Linked DNA regions of Danio rerio: region 1 is linked to region 2. A link is a contact called in public HiChIP or PLAC-seq data. All regions are on one chromosome and are shown on one strand. The core of a region is the stretch at or near the end of the contact, and the rest is flanking DNA. Distances in the headings are between cores, read along the strand shown. Region 1 holds the start of ndufb2 (NADH:ubiquinone oxidoreductase subunit B2). Region 2 holds the start of hcls1 (hematopoietic cell-specific Lyn substrate 1).

Region 1 (5,819 bases), core at 2,477-4,976, 170 kb before region 2:
CATATTACAATTAGTACTGGAAACCTGAAATCCTCCTGACACTGTGAAAATTCTCTATTGTACTTGAGCCCAAAAGAGAGAGCTCCTGCATCCTGAAGTGCCGCTGCTGCTCAGATATACTGTATATGTGATGTAGTTTGTCACGTGATTGACAATGATTTTCAGCTCATTCTGCATAATTTATCCTCTGAGATATTTTTGTTGACTTGCTTGACTTATTTATTAATTTCAAAGCTATAAGAATTCATATTGCATTCTGAGTTTCTTGAGTTTGTTTTTCTCCATTGCATTGAATAGTTCTGTAAATAGGAGTTTAATTTTGAATGTTACCAATACAAGAGGATTGAGCTTTTGTTTAGGTTCAGCTTTATGGATTTTTGTAGTTTAATGCTACTTAAAAAAGACATTAATGTTAAATTTACCTCGAAAACAAAATGTTAGTGCAGAATGACTTTGAATAATGTTGCTTTTTTTTGTTTTTGTCTTAAAAACTTGTTGAAACGGGATAAAACATTTCAGTGGGAACAAAACAAACAGAAAAAAAATTGGTGCTTGTTTGTGAAATTCTAAGAGAGGCTATGAAACGTTTTCTCAGGGAACATCGAACGGGTGACATCTTTGAATTCACCAGCACTGTCGTTCAGTCTCGTTTTGTACGGATTTGCCAACAAATGTATATATTTCCCATTTAATTTCTTTTTTTTTTTTTTTTTTTTTTTTTTTGGGCAGTCTGCTGAATTTAAATCGCAGATTCAGAACAATGTAAATTATACAACATTTGTGAGACCCAAACAAGTATTCTTGACTGTTGTTTAAAAGGTCTGTTGGTTCAGTAAGCAGATATGCACTATTTTGGATCCACAGGACTCGAGATGGATGCTGAAACTCAGGCTTTGTTACAGTTTTGAGTTTTATGATGAAAAATGTTCCCACTTGTTCTCCTCAACATAAATGGACTAGTTGATCAGACAGGTTTTTTTTTGCTTTGACACATTCATTGTACAGTATTTATTAAGCTCGAGCATTCATTTCCATTATGGACTGTGGTATAAAGTTCACTGTGTTTATTTCCCCCCATGCTGTGTTCTGTTCCTCTTCTGATGTTTTGGATGCAATGTATATATGAAACATGAGGGAAATGTTTTGTAGATCACACTGTTTTTCCTCCTTTTTCCCCAGATGTTAAGTGATAAAACACTGTTCTACTTGCAAATTCAAGAGCCTGGAGTTTTTTTTTCTTCATTGTTTTATTTTATAATGCAACTTTTATAATCAGACTTGATAATAAGTCCATATGTATAACAGGAACTTTCAGTTTCCTCGACAGAAAAAGGTGTGATTGTGTCTGCAAATGCGAAGAGAAGAAGCATCAGTCATGCTGTGAGGAATTTACACCAGGTAAATGATGTAAATATATATTTATATGTACAATGAGGTGTTGAATCTACTCTTCATCATCAGGTGGGATCCCAAGCTCCTCATCAGTCCAGGCTGAAGCATCCGGCCAGGGGAAGTGACCCTAAAGAAAACATTAGTTGAGTGGCTGGTGATTATGAAATGGCTTTTATTTGATTGGTTTGTGATGATGTTTCTCCTCACCAGAATGGCGTCTGGTGTGTGCCAGGTGTGCCATAGGATCCAGAACCACATGAAACCGCCTAAGAGGTTGGCATTAAATATCTGGTTCTTGGCGATCGGTGGAGGCTGCCTGTAATGTTGCACACCTCCTGAACTAAAACAAAACACACAGAAGGATTGCCAGTAAGTACAAGATGTTTAAGTTATGTGTATGTACATGTGTGTAAATATATGTATTTTTATGTGTATTTGCAAATTGTGCTATAAGGCTACATGTATGTACCATTGATTGAATTTTAGATATTCAAAAAAAAATATTAATCAGATTTAAAAATAAAATTAAAGTTAACTTAAAATATTTATTTTAACAATCCAGAAAATCCCCAAAATAAAAAATATAAATTACAATGCTTTGTAAATGCCTTTTACAAATACAACTATTTGTGCAGGAATGTTACATTTATTATTTAAATACGGTTTATTTTTAATAGGTTATTTAACTCTTACAATACAAGTTCACTATACAAAGTATTGTTTTGACCTTGTATGACCATGTTTTTGACAGCATCAGTTTGCAATGCAAATTTCAAAATTCATCAAAATACCATTTATTATGAAAATGTAAGTCTTTCAGTTTCCCAGTGTTAGGTTGTGGCTGGAAGTGTATCCGCTGCGAAAAACATTTGCTTAATAATTTGGTGGTTCATTCCGCTGTGGCCACCACTAATTAATAAAGTAACTAACCCAAAAAGAAAATGAATGCAAGTCTTTCAGCATTGCAACTTTATGATTTATTTATGAATAAAGAGAGAATTTCTACCTAAATAAACAAAAATAAAGAGTAGATATTTTAGCAAGACATACTAAATCTGCTGGAAATGTTAGACACTTAAACCAGCTTTTACTGAACATTGTGCACACTAGGGCTGCACTATATTGGAAAAATGTAACATTGCAATATTTTGTTATTCTATGATTATATATTGCGAAATGAATCTCTATTTGGAAGGAATTGAACATTTCAGATTGATTGGGGGTGGTCATAAATAAAATATTATGAATCTACAAACAAATAAATTTAGGAAAGAAAAAGAAACAATTAAAATACACTTTATTTTCAATTTTTTGTATAGCAATATTTAGGTACAGTAATTGAATAAAATTAAAGTTAATCCTTATTAAAGGTACAAACTGTACAAATTCTTATGACAAAGTATTTAAAATATACATTATACAGTCACAGGCCTCAAAAACACATGGAAATGTTGCATATCATTTGATATCCTGCGATGTGACTATTGGGAACGATCACATTGGGATATTGAAGCTGAAACGATGTATTGTGCAGCCCTAGTACACACAGATTGGGTTTTAGTTGAAAGGTCTTGTTTTCCATGTTTAAACCCTGAAATATTTGCTTGAAAACAAAAGGAGAGAGCAAATGTTTTGTAAAAATGAGGCATTTTATGATTAAAATGTGTGCCAGTGTGCTCTAAAAACTTTATTCAAACTACATAATGTATTTGTTTATACATGAACCCACTGACAGATTAGTCTTATCCAAATAAATGCTTTTAAATTTCTCAAAAAACAAAACAAAAACAGGACTTAATTTGGTATCTTTTCATAAATTAAATTGACTTAGATTTTAGGATGTTTACTTTGCTTCATTGTAAAATACTAACTTAACGTTAACAAAATACATGAGTTGAAGACCTTTTAAGGCCCTAACTTGAGAGGATTAACGTTAATTAATTAATCACGATACTTCGAAAACCTGCCATGCTTAATTTGTTTCCAGTTATCACTAAAAACTAAACCTTAAATTTTAACCTTGCATTAAAGGTTGACGTCGTTAACGACTGTCTTGAGCGGTATTTAAGCCCAAAACAGGCTGAAGCAGCACAGTTAGCTAGTTAGCCTGCCAGTGATAAACACTCACTTTCTGACGGTCATCTGCTGAGGTCCGCGTCTGAACTGCTGCAGGCCCGCCCGGAGGACACCCGCCGTCCTCCAAACCGAAGACATGCTCAAATCTAAGTGTTTTACTCCTAATTTGGGTCGGATTAAGCTGGGTGACTAGAGAGCTAAATGTCACCTTTACAGCGGCTGTTTCTTTGACTTGGCAATACCGAGAGCTGTGATTGGTCGTTTAAAAATTGCCGTTTTATGCTATGCGCTGCATATTCGGCAGAGGGCGCCAAATATCCACTGAGAAAAGGTCGAACAAGTATGGAATATGATATTCATGCATAAATGGATCGATACATTTGTTATTTAATCAAATGACTATAAATTATGATTCAAACTTTTTTAAATCTGTAATTCGAATAAATGTACTACGTTGGATCAGTTATTTATTGGCTCTACTGGTTTATTGAACATTTCATTAAGTAGGCTACTGTTGTATGTTTCTCTTGCATCCTGTTAGAATCAGGCTTCTCTTGGCAAATGTTTTATTATCACAAGACCCTCAATTTATTATTAGTGTTGGAGTTACAAAAAGTTACTTTTAAAAGTAATGCATTACAATATTGAGTTACTCCCCAAAAAAGTAACGTAACATTTTTTTTAAGTAACTTATTACCTGGCTGAGGCTTGATCTCTTTTACATCTTGTTTTTTTTTTAATAGAGGAGCATTACAAAATAACGTTGTGTTGTATAACCTACATACATTTACCTATTAAAAAACGAACTAGATAGTGTTATCTCAGAACTTCCTGGCTCCAGAGCTCTACATGACATATATAGATTATTGAAAGTTTACAGCAATGTGTTTGCTTCTTTTGTACTGTCTTTTGTGAAATCTCTGTCCTTTGAAACTATAATCCCCACTTCCTTTTCTTCAAAGCCTTAAAATTATTGATTGCATTCTGTCATTGACTGCATGATTCAATATGACTACTTTCATTTTAATTCAGCAATTCGTTTTTAAAGCGAATTAAACTAAACAGTAACTCAAACATTATTACTTATTTTTAAAGTTATGCGTTACTGTACTTGTTACTTAGAAAAGTAATATTATTGCGTAACTCGGATTACTTGCAATGCATTACTCCCAACACTGTTTACTATTGATATAGTTTTGATTTTATGCAAGTGAAGAAACTCTGAACACACAAGTTGCAATTACATATAAAATGTTTTATTGGCTCAAAAAGCAACCAGATACATACATATTTTCCAAAATTTTCAGAAATATTTAATTTCAGACTATACATCCTCCATACATCAACTTTTGGGACCCTAGTGCCAATGCAACAGTCACATTACCTATTCACCAAACTATTTGTCATTATAGTTTTTCAACAACTATTTTAAGTAAGGTTGGCCCATTGTAACCTTTGATTTAGCTCACCATCCCATTTGAGAAAAAAAAAATGAGAATGATGGAAAGAATTGGGGCGAATGCCTTTAACAAAGATGGTAATTTATAATTTGATGCGTCACCTATCCTTATTTTGTTTCTGTTGTATTGCTGAGCTATGAAAAAAAGCATGTTTCATTTTGTAAATGAATCTGATTTTTAAAAATGTACATGATGTCACTCAAAGGGTAGATGACTAAGCAGAAGGCAAACACAAGTGTAACAACATTGTTATAAATGAGATTGTTTTTGTTTTTTCTGTAATGCTGTAAAGTTCATTGTTAAATGTAAAATTGCTTATTAGTTACTATAAAGCAATGTTTTCTAGTTATTTTAAATATTATTAAAAATATTAGGTATTACCCACGGCAACTACTGTATATTCACCTCTGGTCCACTAGCCCCAATCAAGTTTTGTTTTTGACCCTTTATAAGAAAAAGTTTAGGCACTAGACTGTAGATGTTGTAATGGACAAAAGCAGTAGCAGGCTAAAATAATGTTAGTAGTAGCCTACAAAGTTTGCCGTAAACTCAATAGACAGACAAAGTTGTGGTTAACCTTCTTGGGAATCCAATAAACAACAACAGCTCAAATAGCAGTGCGTGCTCCAGAAAATGCTCCAATACGCCATTTACTAATCATGATCCCCGGAGCAGCGCAGAGGCGCGGGATCGACAACATGGCGGCTCTGGAAAAACACAATCGATGAAAAACACGAGAGGCGTTTCCAAACACACAGCTTAACGAATGCAAGAAACATATCGCCTCTGCAGATATAATAGCATCGCATAACCTCGACATGCAGCCTCAGTCGGGATGTTTTCAGCACACGAATGGTTTTCTCAGCAGAACCTAAACAGGAAATGCGCGCC
Region 2 (5,612 bases), core at 1,198-3,697:
GATATCTGTGAGAGAGACTCATCATGCTTTACTGAGACAGAGAGAGACGGTTACATACAAACTCACTTGTTAAAACAAATGAACACATCATATAACAGGGTTAATTAATTTAACATATTTCCTTGCTTATTTACCAAAGTTACATTTGATCTGTTTTTTTTTTTTCTTTTTTTTATCAGAGAGCTCTGACAAAAAATAATTTCCACCCAGTTTTATTGGGGCTTATCCAGACTGGTAACACTAGAGCACTACCTGCACTTCCTCCAAAACATTATTTACCCTTTAATAATCACATCTTTAATGAAGGAATCGTTAAGTCATTTGCAAAATGTAGTTGAAGTTGACACGGACACAGTGTCAGCATCTTTTTTCTGTCTGATATGGTTTTTAAACTGCATACAAGTAGACAAACAGGCTACATTCCACTTTTCTGTAATGATTTTTTTGGTGTCTGTGCATAATGTCATCGCACTCAGATGTGAAGTAAAGCTGAAAAAGATACTGTACTTGTTTGCATGGCAAGACGTAAGAAGATTGTCCTAGTGTGCTGACTGTTTCTCTTCAATGGCAGATTCGTTTGCCAGCTTGGTGCAATACTGTCATTTATTTTTGTTCGTTTTAATTGTTGTTGTTTATTCAGTTTTTTTTTTTTTTTTGAAGTTTCTTTCTTTTAAACACACTACAGTTTCATCTGGACATTACTTGCAATCACCCTCATTCAAGGCTCAAATGACATAATTCATACTTGGATAATTTCCTTAACAATTCTCTAGATGTTTTGTTTCTGTTTAATATACACTTCAAATCATTCACGTTCTGCTCATTTTTTGAACCAGAGCCAACTTTCCTCTTCTCACTTCACCCCTGTCCCTCTGATCTGTTTGGGCTGTACAGGGCTGGATTAGCTTGTGATACAAATGTTGTCTCTATTTACAGTGAGATTTGAAGCTCAGCCCGGTGAGTGTTTAATCTGTAAAATCTGTGTAAATGATTATTTCTCTCCCTCCTGCTACCCTGTTGTAGGGGCTATTTTTTGGAAATAAAGTCTATTTATGGGAAGACATGCACATCTGGTTGACATAGTGTGTTCTTAGATATGATGGTGCTGCTATTGTACAATTGATTGTACAGTAAACCTGTTTTCTTTTAAGTTGATCATGTGTTTGAAATAAATGCCTAATAGCATTTTGAGATCTTATAATGGTGCCGAATGCTTTCTTCCTAGTTTTATGAGGTAGGTACTGATTTTCTTCTCAACCACTAAAAAGTATATTATGTATAGTATGGATGTGTGTAGTACAAATATAATCCATACTACTTTAATTTTGTTGTTGTAATGTGACATATCAGCTTCAGTATTAGATAAACTTTGCCACACTTGCCAGTAGCGGAACCTGTGCTGGAAACTTTTCCAAATTATTTTGGTCCATATTGCATATCTGGTGGCTGTGGAGAACATATGAGTACACTGAACTAACTCATTGGGTTTACTGTGGACATGAAGGATTCAACATGGTCAAACACAATACTTGGGTGGGCTGTGGTGTTTAAACAATGCTTATGTTGTACTAAGGGGTTTGTTGTATATTCGTGAATATACACCAATAACGGCAACCAGAACTGGTGACACATGGCAGGATGGATCAGCTTATGCGAAATTTTAAATTTGTTGCATTAGACTTTTCAGACCACACTTTTTTCACCCAGTTTTCTGCTGTCTTTTTAATTATCCTTTGTGTGCAGTAGCCTCAGTTTGCAGGTTTTTTTTTTGGGTTTTTTTTTTTTAGCTTACTAGAATGGCTCTTTTGCTGCTGAGGTTCATCTGTTCCCATGTTTGTCCCGTTGCAGACCTCAGTTGTTATAAGTTATTTGAGTTTTTGTGGAGTGTCTATCAGCAGAACCTGTCAGGACGATCTCTTCTGCCTTCTGGCATCAACAGAAATGCCACAACTATATATTTTTTTCTATCTCGGACCATTCATTATAAACACTTAAAGTGATTTCGGGAAATCCCATTGATCAGTTCAGAAATTCTCCAGATTAGGCACATCCACTCACTTAAATTTTCTTATCTCCCCACAATGATGCTCTGTTTGACTGTTATCATATCTAATCTAAATGTAGAGTCTTATTAAATATAGAGGCTTATTAAATATTCATTGACGAGCAGTTGAACAGTGCCATCCAATAAAGTGACCAATGCGTATATTTAATAATTGCAATGACTCATTAAATGTAATTACTTCAATTACATGTTCATTTATTATTTTGAGACTTTGGGCGATATATGCAATTAAACTTGTACTGTTTTATTTGTTACCGGATGGAAGCGCACAGGTGGGACTCTGCTGCGCGTAACCGCGTGCGCGACGCCTCAAGTATTCAGCATAGGCTGCGCGCATTCGAGCGCAGGTCAAATCTGAGCTCTGAGCTATTGTTTATCTGACGCTGACATTGACACTTAACGGACACAAAAAGACGGAAATAAAGCAATAACAAAGTGAGTATTCCTAATTGTCGTCTGTTCATATTGTTATTGCCGATGCATGCAGAAAGAAACGAAACTTCTTTGGTCAGGAAGTAACTGATAGGTTAAAGTTGCCATACTTTTTTCTCCGTTAAGGAAAGACAAAGTTATAAGTTTGTATTTACAATACATACAACGTTAATGTATCTGCATTTTAATGTTCTCAAAAGCTGTTAAAATCATGGTGTAATTATTATTACTTTTTAGCAATGAACGTGCAAAAGTTTCCATCTAAGTCTACAATAAATGAGGAACTTGGAGCACAAGTTTTAACTCGCTTTATGTAAAGAGATATTCATCTACGGAAATGTTATTTGCTTTAATTTTTTTCTTGGACGTTAAAATTAAACCATCAAGCTGCGGTGTTTACGTTGTCATAATTTGTATTACTATTTTACTACTAATTTCCTGTTTACAATATTGCAATATCGTCACTTAAACATTGTTTATAGATAATATTTATCATTTAATGGATTTATACATTACTTTAAGTAATGCATAACAATACCCAGTAGTATGGACACAAGGAAATGTAATATGACCTATGAAATCTTGACTTCTCTTGTTTTATAGATGTGGAAATCTGTAGTGGGGCATGATGTTACTGTGGAGACTGAATCACAAGGGGACGACTGGGAAACAGATCCAAATTTTGAGGTAAGAAGAGAGGAGGAATAAAAAAAGTTCTGATGTAAATATGTAGTCTCATTTCCAAGCACAACATTTATTTATTATTATTATTATGTAAATGTGTCCGTTTAGAATGATGTCTCAGAACAAGAACAGAGATGGGGTGCCAAAACCATAGAAGGTTCAGGCCGAAAAGAACACATCAGGTAACTCTTACAAATGCTACATTTTACACAAAAAGTAAAATGCTACAATATATTGATAAATCAGGCTGATTTCATGCCACTACATAGCACTGAACAGAAAGCACTGCTTAAAGTACTGCTACACTATATAGAGGAAATAGGAAGTAGAACTGCAGCCTACTTGAGTTGCATTTCCAAATATGGAGTGACAAGATCAAGCTGACATCATATCAGAAGCGGAATAAGATATTGCACTGTCACACTGCATTTTAAAAACAATTACAATAACTGTATGTGTAATTTGCAGTTATAATTTGAAGTTCAAAATATAAATGAGCACCAGGAATTAATTGCAAAGAAATGAGTGCATTGCAAAACTGCCACCTTGACATTCCATGGTAAGTTGCAGCATGTATTAACGTGTCTGTGTTTGTGTGTGTAGCATTGCAGATCTCAGGCAGAATGTGTCTCGGGAACATGAGGTGGTTAAGAAGAAGGAGTTGGACCAGGGTCCTAAAGCTTCTTACGGCTATGGAGGGAAATTTGGAGTTGAGAAAGACAGAATGGACAAGGTTAGATTAAAAAAAAAACAAGTTCAAATTCTAAAGTGTGCCAAATGATTCTTTGTTACCTTTTTATTTCATTAAATCCAATTATTTCAAGAAGAAATTCATTTGAGGGCCAAAAATCTTGCTGATTCGCTTTACTGACCAACTTGGTTTAAAAGTCACATCTGTGTGAGCAAGGTGAATTACATAACAGTTTTTGTTCGGAAGCCAAGAAGGTACCCATGAGGTATTCTGATGAAATTAAATTAAACTCATGTAGCATCAATAAAACAACATTCACAGTTTTTGCTTGTATTTGAAGGCAATGTACTCTCCTGCACGAGATCTGCAGAATTTGAACTTCCACAATCTAGCTGTTGAAATCTATTATCTATTTCGGCCACATTAACAGCTCACCATCTTACAAAGTTAGTAAAAGGGTTTGTCAGTTAAATGGGGAAATAACCAGCAGGCACAAATCAACAGCAATAACTGATATCTAAAAGAGTTCTCTAATTTTGTTCAATGTTTTTTTCCCAAATATTTTAGTTTTTTTTGTTCTACTGTGCTTCAGAATATATGCAACTCATTAAATATCCTTATTACAACGCTCTCTGAAATACTTGAATCTGATTGGTCAATCAACATCCTAATGTCATTGACAGATAGTAACCAATAACACAGGCTCATGCGGGTACTTCCTATTATCTTGGCTATTAGTTAATACATTCATATAAATATTATAGGCTGCTGTTCTTGTTTGGTCCCATCTTGCGACTTAATGTGCTATATGAATGGCAAGTGTTTTTCAGCTACCAATAAACATCTGGTGAAAGGTTGATTTGACTATTTTCAATTTCATAAGGTTTCTTTTACAGCATTGATAATAGACTTAAGTAAATTTAGTTGTTCAGGTGTAAAATGAGATGAAATGCTGTTTAACCTCCATCTGAAAATACTGTGGTAAAATAAATTTCCATAGCATGGTTCATGACAGTTCACCGGAGCTGGATTACTCAAAATTAAAAGTCCCTTTGCATACACCCCATAATAATGCAAGTAAGTTATTGTAGTAGACTGTACCCAGCCATTTGTTGACAGTTGTCTTCTTTATGCACATTTTACGTATAATTAAAGAGAAATAAATGATTACAGCTCAAATCAATGTTTTGTGTCAAATTGTTTACTTTTGTGGCAAATAGCTATGTGATAAGCAGAACAATGTACATATAGCAGGTTGTTTTTAAAGAATAAATGCCTTCAGTCCTATAAAAAAGCTCTGTGCTGTACATTGGGCTGCTGTTAAGCCTGTCAGGCCTTATGTAAAAACAATCGGTTAGATGTACATCATTCCTTAAGCAAAAACTGCTCTTTTGCACCTGTTAGGAGAACTTCAAATTAGGACCAAGAAAGGGACCTCATTTTTACCTCCGTTTCTTGTGAGTGATTCTCATTTGACGGTTTATTGATTTTTCCCAGGGTGCTTTAGGACACAGCTATGTGGCAGAGGTGGAACAGCACTCATCCCAGACAGATGCAGCAAAGGGTTTTGGTGGGAAATTTGGTGTACAGAAGGACAGAGTGGACAAGGTTAGAACCTCTTTCCCTTTCAACTAATTTCAGTTAATTAGTTTATAAATAATTAGTCAAAAAATGAGTGATTAATTTTGAAAGAATCTGCAATAAAAAAGCTTTAATTTCTTTGCCTTTCATTACTGATTG

The links. HiChIP or PLAC-seq counts read pairs in DNA pulled down with a chosen protein or histone mark.
Region 1: a contact with region 2 is called in an H3K4me3 HiChIP or PLAC-seq map of gastrula embryo, with 2.1 times the contacts expected there. The contact joins the promoter of ndufb2 here to the promoter of hcls1 in region 2. A contact is called at or near these places in 2 of 4 datasets of contacts at active chromatin or transcription factors (embryo and gastrula embryo).

Annotation. Positions count from the first base shown.
Region 1 is chr4:23,077,848-23,083,666 of GRCz12tu, reverse strand. ndufb2 (NADH:ubiquinone oxidoreductase subunit B2) reads right to left here and starts at 3,726. Exons shown (of 4, transcript NM_200791.2): 1 at 3,521-3,726; 2 at 1,600-1,732; 3 at 1,430-1,519; 4 at 974-1,345. The coding sequence starts at 3,606. The coding sequence ends at 1,445. It overlaps kmt2e (lysine (K)-specific methyltransferase 2E), which reads left to right and starts at 1,603. Exons shown (of 22, transcript XM_073947193.1): 1 at 1,603-1,761. It also overlaps a transcript of kdm7aa not described here.
Region 2 is chr4:22,908,110-22,913,721 of GRCz12tu, reverse strand. hcls1 (hematopoietic cell-specific Lyn substrate 1) reads left to right here and starts at 2,447. Exons shown (of 17, transcript NM_001045006.1): 1 at 2,447-2,500; 2 at 3,101-3,184; 3 at 3,290-3,363; 4 at 3,785-3,914; 5 at 5,370-5,480. The coding sequence starts at 3,101. It overlaps golgb1 (golgin B1), which reads left to right. Exons shown (of 20, transcript XM_068220776.1): 20 at 1-1,067. The coding sequence ends at 11.